Linked DNA regions of Ovis aries: region 2 is linked to region 1. The links are chromatin contacts, called in public Hi-C maps. All regions are on one chromosome and are shown on one strand. Each heading gives the region's core, a stretch centred on a gene start, on an enhancer-like site or on the middle of the called end of the contact. The rest is flanking DNA. Distances are from core to core; before and after follow the strand shown. Region 1 holds the start of TULP4 (TUB like protein 4). Region 2 overlaps TULP4 (TUB like protein 4).

Region 1 (5,202 bases), core at 1,256-3,755:
GGCAAGATCAAAAGACCACCTGAGCTTCTCATTCAGTCCTCAAGACCACCACAGCAAGAGCGTTGAAATGCATCCTGAAAGAAGGCTGCTGTGTTGTCACTGTTCTTTCCTTACTGGGAAATCTCAGCATTAATGTTGGATGGTTCAGTGTAAAACAGGTTTCATGAACCATGTATCCTTTCATGGATTAAAAAAAAAAACAAAACCTTTTTTCCAGAGTTTTGGTGGTGTTGCTCATCAAGTCATCTCTGACTCTTTGCCACCACATGGACTGCAGCACGCCAGGCTCCCCTGCCCTTCACTATCTCCTGGAGTTTGCTCAGGTCCACTGAGTCAGTGATGCTATCTAGCCATCTCATCCAATGCCACCCCCTTATCCTTTTGCTTTCAATCTTTCCCGGCATTGGGGTCTTTTCCAATGAGTCAGTTCTTGGAATCAGGTGGCCAAAGTATGGAGTTGTGGTGGGTAAAACATAAATAATCAAACTGCCACTCGCACAGCTCCATATGAAAACTAGGAAGTTCAATATGATACATCTTTTCTAAATGAAGTCAGTTCTAAAATAAATAGTAGTAAATTCATTACTATTTCTCAGTCACAGGAAGTAACTGGCTCTCTACTCTTCTCCCAGGTATAAAGCTCCACTGTGTTTTAAAAAAAAAAAATCCCCCTATATATCTGCCTATATCCGTAACTCAGAATTACATACTTCTAACTCTAGAGGTCAACACTTCCCCCAGCACATGGAAACACTGCTACTTTCACAGCCCTTACTAAAATAGAGCACTTATTCTCCAAGGAAATTCACATCCTCCGGCCACTCTCACACAAATTAAGTACTATGCTATAATTCAGGAACTAAACACTAGATTTTGCCATACAGATTTATTCATATACTTACGTGCACAACAGCAAACTATCAAGAAATAAGAAGGGATGGCTGAGATCCCCTCAACACAAGCAGTGGCTATCACTGTACCGTGTTCAGATCAGCTTCCAAACCACCCGGCCAGATCGGCAGTCCAGGAGGCCGCCTCTTGTTTGCAGCAGCTAGGTGCCAAGGTGCCCTGTCTCTTCACATCAATCCCAACTCCAAACCCCAGCAAACCGAGCTCCCTGGCTCCAGAGGTGAGCATCCTCCAGGGCCACAGCGCCACTCCCAGTGGCCCTGCCTGCAAGAACTCAACTCCAAGGAATGGATACCTGAGACACAACGCTAAGGGACCCCCAGGTGAATTTTCACATTCTGCAAAACCTCAATAACAAATTATTTTCCCTGCTTTTTTTTTTTTTTTTTTAAAGAACCTGCCCAACTAGGTATCCTTAAGGTGCTGCTGCACTACCGCAAAATACAAAGAGGAGAGCCCTCAAGGGGGAGAAACCCATGGCCGAGCTCCCTGTAAGGGGAGTTGACTGTCCACAAGAAGTGTTTCAAGACTTTCTGATCACCACGGCCCTTTAGCAGGTAAGTCACATCCGCCCCCGACAGGGCTGTGTCACCCTAATTTCCTTCCACAAGGCGAGAAGAACCTCACCTTTCCAACCTTGAAGAGGTATGACGAGGAAAAGTAAGACACCTCTCCCTACTAACGGTCCAGACGGGTCAAACTTCAGAGGCGGCATCCTGCACTTTGTTTTTAGCGCAGGCAAGAGGGGAAGAAGGGTTGGCGTTCGGAGCGGAATCCCCGTGATTTGCCAGAGGAAACGGCACCGACCAGACAGCACACGCGCCAGCCTTTCCATGCAGCTGCCACGACAGGTGACCGGGCCGCTTTGCAGACTCCCCCGCTCGCTCGGGGGGCTCCACGGAGGTGGGGGGCGGGGGTGAAAGGTGGGCAAGAGGCCGGGAGGGAAATCCACTCGGTTCAGGCTCCGGGGAGGAAGAGGGGCAGCACCGTGTCCCCGGGGGAAACCGTTTTAAGGGGTTTTCTGTCTCCACAATTAAGAGGGGGAAAAATGGCTCCAAGCCAAACGCCTCCTGATTTACACACACACACACACCACACACACACACACACACACCACACACACTCACGCGCGCGCGCACCCAGCTCCTCTATCGCCCCATTTTTCTGAGACAACTGAAACAAAGGCTCAAACCGCTAAACGGCAGCCAGCGCCGCCCGGAGCCCGGGTGTCGGCCACCGTCTTCTCACCGCGCCCTCCGGAGAGCCCACGGCGGGGGCCCGCCCGCCGCGCCCCGGCCCTCCCGCCCGAGGCGCCCCGGCAGAGGGGCCAGGCCGGGGGCCCCGAGCGCCCGCCCCGGCTCCCGAGGGCGCTCCGGCCGGCGCTCGGGGCCCGCCGCCGCCGCCTCCTCCTCTCGAGGGCGGCAGCGCCCGGGGCCGGGACGGCGGTGACAACAGCCCGGCGCCCGCCTCACCTCCAGGCGCCGGTGGCGGCGGCCCCGCGCTCCTCCGCGCCTCTCCGCCTCCAGCAGCCCCGCGCCGCCGCCGCCGCCGCCGCCGCCGCCAGCCGCCTCCCCTCAGCGTCTCCGCCGAGTCTCCGCCTCCCTCAGCAGCCGTTGCCGCCGTTGCCGCCGCCGCCGCCGCCGCTGGGCCCGGCTCCGCGCCACGTGACCGCGCCACGTGACCCGGGCGGCTGGCAGGCGCCGCCCCCCGGCCGGCCTCGCGCCCTCGCGCGCCCCCCTCGCGCCCCTCACCGCCGGGGACCCGCGTCCCGACCGTTGACGCCCGCCGGCTCCGGGCCGAGGGGCGCCGCCGGCCTCGCCGGCCTGGCCTCGCGCTCTTCGGCCGCCTACCGCCAACGCGCGGAGCCCCCGTCTCCGCAGACTCGCCGGCCCCCGCCCCTCACACTCACGGGCGCTCCCTCAGCTCACACACGCACCCCCGAACAGCCCACCGGCCCGCACACTCAAGCCCCACGCACGTGTCACACGCGCAGATCCCGCAGCCCGCGTCCCTCCGGCAGCCGTCTCACCGCCTGGGCAGCAGTGAAAACAGCGGGGACCTAGTCCAGTCTGAACCGCGCTCCCTTGAGGGAATCCTTCCTAAGCCGGGAACCGAATAGGTTCGGGTGCCGTCTCAACTTCATTTGAGCCGGACGTGGATGTCACACTCGGTCTGGAGTTGAAAGTCTCTAGAAAGCGCACGTTGCTTCTTGCAGGGAGCCACCGTCTGTCTCCGTGAAAACAGTCACTGAAGTGCCTTTGATGGTGATGATTTCGGAGACATTGTATCTCTTTTTTTCAGTGAGTCTTATGGGGAAAAGACGATAGCTTCATTTTAACTCGCACAGAGAAAACGCATCCAGAGCCTTTCCCCCCCTCTTAAATTGATGTCCTGCTAGGAACACAAACTTGATACACCTGTCCTTCATTTTCCATCACGTACCCAGAAATAGCGTTGATGGTTGGGTGACTGTTCACGTATGTGTAGCTTAAAAAAAAAAAAAAAAAAGACGATAGTGGCATCTTTTCTTTCTTTATTTGAAGCTTGCTTGCGTGCATAGTCTGCTCAGTCGTGTCTGAACATGCCCTGTATAATTAAATGTAGCAGCCAATCTTTACAAGCCTTGCCGCTTTCTTCGATTTTTGCCTATTTGCCAAATTTTTCAAATCAGCTTCAGCTTTAAGAATTCTGGCGTCTGTGATTTTCTGGTTGTCAGAAAGAAAAGAAGGGTTGGGCTAGAGTCTTTAAATTCTGAAATTCCGTGCCTATGATTTCACAAATGTTGGCAAGTGCTGCCTAGATTGTTTTAAATTTTTAAAAGTTAATTTTTAAACAATATTTGCCCCACGATCATATGCACATAAGTAAAATGTGTTCAAGAGAAGTATGAGCATACACATTTTGTAACATCCCTAAAATTAATTTTGAAACCTTTCAGAAGTAAAGCTACATTTAAGTCTTAGAATACCTTTAACATAAAAGATAATACTCATTCAGTGAAATGAGTATTATGCTTCAACTGAGGGCTAAATTTTATACTGAAGTCTGTGGAGCAACCAAAGGAAGTATATACAATATGACCCTTACTCTCAAAATGTACAGACTCTAACCAGAATTATTTAAAATATATACATTTTTTAAAAGTCTGTTTCTCTTCCTCACACACATACACGTGTGTGCGTGCATGTGTGTGCACTAACTTGGATCAGGCAATCAGGACCTGGAGAAAATTTTGAAAAATATTACCCTGACTATTAGACCTTAAAGAATTAGCCAAAGGAGTAAAGACGAAAATATGCAGTTGAAGAACTTTCTTGACTTAACAAATGCAATGAACGTAACAGTCTAACAATGATTTAACATACCATTAAGACTGAACAACGTGCGTGTTCTTTCTTCTGCGAAATGAAAAAAATATTAACCTTGAAACCACTCGTCATAATACTATAGTTTTCCTTATGGCTCACATGTGCAAACTCTCTTTTATGCAAGTACTGTGGGCACAGGTACAGCTAGCTCTCAGCAAAACTGCAAAGGCTCTCAGGCCTCACTTTCACCTCTGTAGTTTGCCACTGCGTGAGCAGCGATATAAATGATCTTCGAAGCAAGTATCTTCATAGAAGTCCTGCTTCTACCGCTTAGGAACAAGTGTTAACAAGAACAATATGCTTACCACTGTTTCTTTAACAGTACATTCAAGTAACAGCATCTACCTCACAGGGCTGCTGAAAGAATTAAATGAAATAATTTATGTAAAGCACTTGGTATAGTGCCTGATAACATAAAATAGGTACTCAACCCCAAATAATAGCTCAGGTTTATTAAATACTTATCACAAGCCAAATGCTACGTCTTGTTGGTTCTTACTGTTCCTTCTGCTCCCTGTCACTCTGGGTGGGTGTCCTTTGTCTCCCTGCCCTCCCCTCCACCAGCCCCTTCCCTATTCCCTCTCTCTGCCTTTTCAGGATGAAAATGGCTTCCTCAAGACGTTTGAGAGGAACTTCCCTGCTCGTTCAGTGGCTAAGACTCTGCACTCCCAGTGCAGGGGGAACTGGATCCCATGTGCTACAACTAAGTTTGCAGGCCGAAACAAAGACCTGGCGCAGCCAAATTAATTATTTTTTAAAAAGACATTTTAACTTGAAGGCTAATCTACAGAGGTCTATTGAATCAGTTGTAAATCAGCATTTTAGGCTTAACAAAAATCAAACTTTTTATGAAAAATTACCAATTATTTAAAATCTGAGGCAACTGGGGGCAATTAAGAAGGAGATTTGGCAATAGGGACCCTAC
Region 2 (5,564 bases), core at 93-2,592, 130 kb before region 1:
AGAGAAGGGCTCGGAACCAGGCACACTCATCCCTGGTTCTTTGTATCTTCCTAATTACAAAGTGAAAGTCAGGCATAATCATTTTAGGAGCCTATTTTGGGGGGAATATTGATTCATGCTAGGGAAACAATTGTATTCGTGAAGAATACTCAAATGGTTTTTTAAAATTAGAATGCTGAAATATCTAGTCTAGAATTTTTGACCATCCAAAATGAGCTGCAAAAAATTGTTCAGAAGGGCTTCCCTGCTGGCTCAGTGGTGAAGAATCCGCCTGCCAATCCATGCAGGAGACATGGGTTCAATCCCTGGGTTGGGAAGATCCCACACGCCGTGGAGCAACTAAGCCCATCTGCCGCAGCTCCTGAGGCCCCAGTGCCCTAGAGCCCATGCTCTGCAACAAGAGAAGCCGCTGCAGTGAGACACTTGCGCCTCTCACACACAGAGCAGGCCCTGCTCACCATAGCCAGGGGAATCCCATGCAGCAACACAGACCCAGCACAGCCAAAAATAATCATCAATAGAAAATAAAGAAGTGTTTTACCGTTGAGAAAACTAGAAAAACAATCTTGGGGCAGAATCAGGAGACATAAGCACAAATGATGAGAAGCCCGTGAGAAGTACGTGAAAGAGAACTTTCTAACAAGGAGCAGGAGTGCTGCCTATCCGTGGAAGGGGCTGTCTTCAAAAGGAACCTGAAACACTGGAAACAAGAGGCGGGGCAGCCAACTGCCAAGGGTACCTGGGAGCAACTCATCTAAGGGGGTGTGGCAGGGGGACTACAACTAGGGGACCTCCATATTACCATCCATCCAACTCCAAGATGACAGATCAAGGTTAAATGAGGCCTTAGCATCAGTGATGTTACGGCCTCAAAAGAAAAAAAAAAGGCTGATTTAAGCTCTTAAGCATCTACCAAGTGATAAACTGCCACTAAATTCACTGAAGGGAAATTCAATTATTAAAGTAGTTAACTTGGCTATTTGAACTAAGGTTTTATATATTATATATTATTAGTACTCTTTGTCAACCAGGTGTGTATTTTAGTGATTTATAATACACGTAACCTAGTAGATTAATTTTCAAGATGTTCCTCTCCAGCTCTCAGAGCAGCTAAGACGGCCAGATTCTCAGCATCTTGCTCTTTAAAATCCCTATCTCTCAGCCCAGCACACCGAGCATTTGGTCAGGAAACAGCACTGCTCCGGGCACACGGCTAGGCTAACAACTGAAGACAGAACCTCAGCTCACCCCGTGACAGGCTGATGCTGACCCCAGCCGACAGCAGGCCTCTCAGCTCCGGGGAGCAGGCCACAGCCGGAACCAGGAAGCTTCTCACTGACCACAGAAAGCCCAAGCGGCAGTCTGCTCTCTAACACCCTGCAGCTTCACTGTGTCTGAAAAAGGAAGTCAGCCTAGACCATTTCTGAAGATCCCTCCAGCTCTAATACTTTGACACCCTGAATTCTATTTGGACAAGTACTAAACAAATATGGCATACCTACTCCTAAGTGCAACATCCTACAAAACTTAAATACTGATATATTTACCCCCCAAGAGAAACATCTAGCACATGGATCACGACATACCACCTGGTAAGAGGGTGCGTAGTTGATGGGAGGGGGTGCAGCTGGGCGAATATGTTATCATAATTTGATTCAGAGTCTGACACAATATACAAGTTTCTTCCTAAGTGCTTGCTTATGATTTTTAAAACATGAGCGATATTGCATTCTAAGTAATTAGTTCAAGAGTTACATAAAAACCGAGTTTCCATGTATAGTGACAGTTAATTTCATGTGTCAAGTTCACTGTGCCCCTTTGGATTTTGGAGGCTACATGCCCCTAATTTGAGTGTGACAATCTGGCCTGTTTACCTAGTGACCCAAAAGGCTGATGATTTTGAGTGGGGTCCAGAAGAAGAGAGAACTCCTCATAGATCAGGCCACTGTGTGATCTGCTCTGTGGCCCAGGTCACGTGATACAGCAGATTCAGTGGTACCCAAAGCATCAGTGTCAGAAAGGGGTGCTGTCTGGAGCCTTTGGTGGAAGAATCTCAGTGCAGGCCTTGGGGTTTAGAGCACAGCCCTGCCATCTGCCATAGACAACGACTCTCCTTCTGAGAAACAGCTCTTGGCCTGAAACAGACAAAACACTTAACCATGGTCCAGCAAGTCTCCATGAGACCTGAGCTGCCCATCAGGACCTGACCTGGGTATTACCTGACCACCAGCCATAAGTTAAAATATCAACATTTTGGTCAAAACTCATATGTATTTTTCCTTTTTAATCTTTTTTCTAATCAGGGAAATACACACTAAGTAAAACTCAAATGTACAGAAGTATATAAACAGAAAATGAACATTTCTTGAAACGCTGTCTCAACTATTTGACGCACATTCCCTGAGATCCGTATCTCCCGTTCCCTGGTGAACAGACCTGCACGACACCTTAATCCAAATAAATGTGCATTCACCCTTCTCTTTCTAACAGCAAGTTTCTCACATCACTTCCCAATAACTAACTCCATTTCCTGTCATAATCTCTGCACACATTATTACCTTGCCTTCAAAGAATTTCCTATTCCACTATTTTGTATTTAAACTGAACCACAAACTCATAGACTGCTTCTGCTGTCTGTCCCCACATCACAAGACCCAGGTGCCTGGGAAGAGCAGCTCTTTGGTAAAGAGCTCCTGTTAACCAGCCAGGACTTGCTCAGGAAAGTGACAGGAGTCCTCCCCCGAACACACCACTGACTCATCTTCATCAGAGTCCCTCAGGGTCCTCCCGAAGGTCTGTCCCACCAGAGGGCTCCTGAGGGCTCCAGGAACTGACTCAGTTTCCAGTTAGATGAGAGACCCACCACAGGAGTGAGTTTACTGACTTTCTCAGCAGACAGCCGCACGAGGGCACAAGCCAGCCGCTGCTGGCCGCTCGGCCTCGAGATACAGAACGCACGCGAGGACCAGAGTCATACGAGAGCCACAGAGGAGCTGGCTTCCCATGGGGAGCTTTTCCTGCCCAAATTACCCTGCACCTGCTCCCCACCTCCTGCTCGGCCACCCCACACTGAACCGCCACCTTCAGTATCTCAGGGCCAGGCACAGTCCCAGGCCGAGGGTACTGCCTGATTGTTGTTTGAATGGATTCCAAGTAGAAAAGTAGCGCACTCAGGGATGGAATTACAGACTGGTGTTTAGTTTTGCCTTTTTATTGAAATATAGTTGATTTACAATGTTGGGCTTCCCTGATAGCTCAGTTGGTAAAAAATCCACCTGCAACACGTGAGACCCGGGTTTGATTCCTGGGTCGGGAAGATCTGCTGGAGAAGGGATAGTCTACCCACTCCAGTACTTGGGGGCTTCCCTTGTGGCTTAGCTGGTAAAGAATCTGCCTGCAGTACAGGAGATCTGGGTTCGATCACTGGGTTGGGAAGATCCCCTGGAGAAGGGAATGGCTACCCACTCCAGTATTCTGGCCTGGAGAATTTCACAGACTACATAGTCCATGGGGTCTAAAAGAGTCAGACACAACTGAGCGACTTTCACTTTCACTTACAATGTTGCATTAGTTTCAGGTGTACGACAAAGTGATTCAATTATATACATACGCACTTTTTCAGAGTCTTTCCTTTATAGATCATTATAAGATATCGAGTACAGTTCCCTGTGCTATATAGCAGGTCCTTGTTGGTTATAGTAGTGTGTATGTGTTAATCTCAAATTCTTAAATTATCCCCCTCCCCTGCCTCATTTTTTTTCTTTTAATCAGTTAGCAGATAGCATTGACTATAGCTATTGTTTCAAAATTGTTTATATCACAAAAATTAAGTGAAGAATGAAAGTAGAAAGGAAAACAGTACAGTTTTATACTGAAAACCACAGTCGCATTAAAATTAACTGAACTTTCTCTGACTTCGCAGTTAAAGGGAAGGAAACCAGAATTTTAAATACTCTCGTTAGAAAATCCTTGGATGCATCTCACTGTACATTTGGTTGCATTTCAACTTTTTCTGAGACATGGTTATTATGAAGATAACACCATATGGAAGAAATGAATCATCTGTGGGAGGTCAACTCAGAACTGAGTTTTGGACGATGTTTGTGCTTTTGAAGTTCAAGGCAGCACAAAAGAATTCTATTTAACTTGTCCTCAGAGCATCCCTGGGAACCTTCACAGTAAGTCAGGGAACATTCTCGTTCAACAACATACATCCAAGTTTTATCCAAGGCCTTCCCATGACTTCTCTCTGAGACAGCATGAAGACTCAGGCTCCTAAAAATCATCCTGAATACCACACTGCTTTTGAGAGATTAATTTTAACCACATTGTGGTACAGATTGAAACACTTATACAAAACCAGATGGTCACTGAGAACTATAAAGTCACATTCATTGGAAAAAAAAGAAAATAAGAACAGTGAGGAGGTGCAGTCTCCACCACTAGGGTGACTCCAACGTAACAGTACAAGTTAGAAGACAGCACTCTAATTGAGCTAAGTGAGGAGCCCAGGCTCAGGAGAGCTTCGGACTGTGTGAGGAGTCTCTAGGCCTAGAGCACTCACTACCTGTTGAACGCTGCTAAGGCCTCACCCACACCCTCAGCCCAAGGCTCCACCACACAGGGGTCCCTAGAGCACCTTCAAATGGAGGGGCCCAGCAAAGCTCAGGCTCTGGCACTCGCCATTGTCTGATATCCTCCGTCTAATTCTTGGGTTGTGGGGGACACTTCACACGAAGACCCAGAACGTGCGCACAGGATGAAAGTGTGAGCACACATTCACTGAGCTCTGTCTGAACAACAGGTCAGCCTGAACCTGGTTGAACAACAGGTGAACCAAAATTACCTGCAGCTGTTCTCTTCTCAACTGAGAGGCCTTACCGAGACCTTAGTTGCTGCTTGCTTACTTCAGCACACAGCCAAGAATACCATTTTGTCCCATCAATGATTCCATGTTAGGAAATGAAACCCCATCACTCTTTAAGTTACACAATGCACAGAAATACACAAAATAAAGATAGCTTACGAGGGGGGAAAGCCCTGCTGAGCTTCTGAAAGTCAAACTGAAGTATGACTTTCACACTTTAAAAGGCTAGAATAGAAATTCTGCATTAATAACTGCATACAAAACCACTACCAAGAGGATTTAAGTCATTTTCAACAATGCAATTATTTACAAGAGATACTGAGGTGGCAGACTGCAGCATTAATAGGCAAATGACATTGGGTTTACACCCCAATTAAAATGCCTAGGACACAGTGGAGGAACCTGAGGCACTTCATGTATTTATTGAGCATTTGCCCTGCACCAGGCACCACGCTGGAGCTAGAGAGGCAGCCAAGTCTGGCACTTGGCTTACATGCTTGAGAAGCTCTCAGGACTAGGGGGCAGGCAAGTAAACTGTCCAGCCACCAGCTCAGTGAGGTGCTAGGAATGCTCTATGCGGAGGCTTTGTTAGCACAGGTCTCTGCAGGAAAGGCATTTTCAGGTGTCTCCAAACCCCCAGGGCCAGGGCACTGTTAGCATTCCCTGCAAAAACACTAATTATCTAGAATTCTTTCAA

What was found. Hi-C and Micro-C count contacts between places; a contact is called where the count stands out from the background.
Region 2: a contact with region 1 is called in a Hi-C map of liver, with 2.9 times the contacts expected there. The contact joins the enhancer-like site here to the promoter of TULP4 in region 1. A contact is called at or near these places in 2 of 16 Hi-C or Micro-C datasets (hypothalamus and liver).

What each region holds. Positions count from the first base shown.
Region 1 is chr8:82,496,243-82,501,444 of ARS-UI_Ramb_v3.0, reverse strand. It overlaps TULP4 (TUB like protein 4), which reads right to left and starts at 2,505. Exons shown (of 16, transcript XM_060419298.1): 1 at 2,382-2,505.
Region 2 is chr8:82,619,744-82,625,307 of ARS-UI_Ramb_v3.0, reverse strand. The region is part of intron 3 of TULP4 (TUB like protein 4); the gene reads right to left. Among named protein-coding and RNA genes, the nearest start is that of TMEM181, 100 kb to the left of the region's middle. Within about 2 kb of position 1,342, at least 10 of the 54 cell types and tissues checked have an H3K27ac peak or open chromatin away from gene starts, as enhancers often do. A contact at or near this core is called in liver, where this site is marked.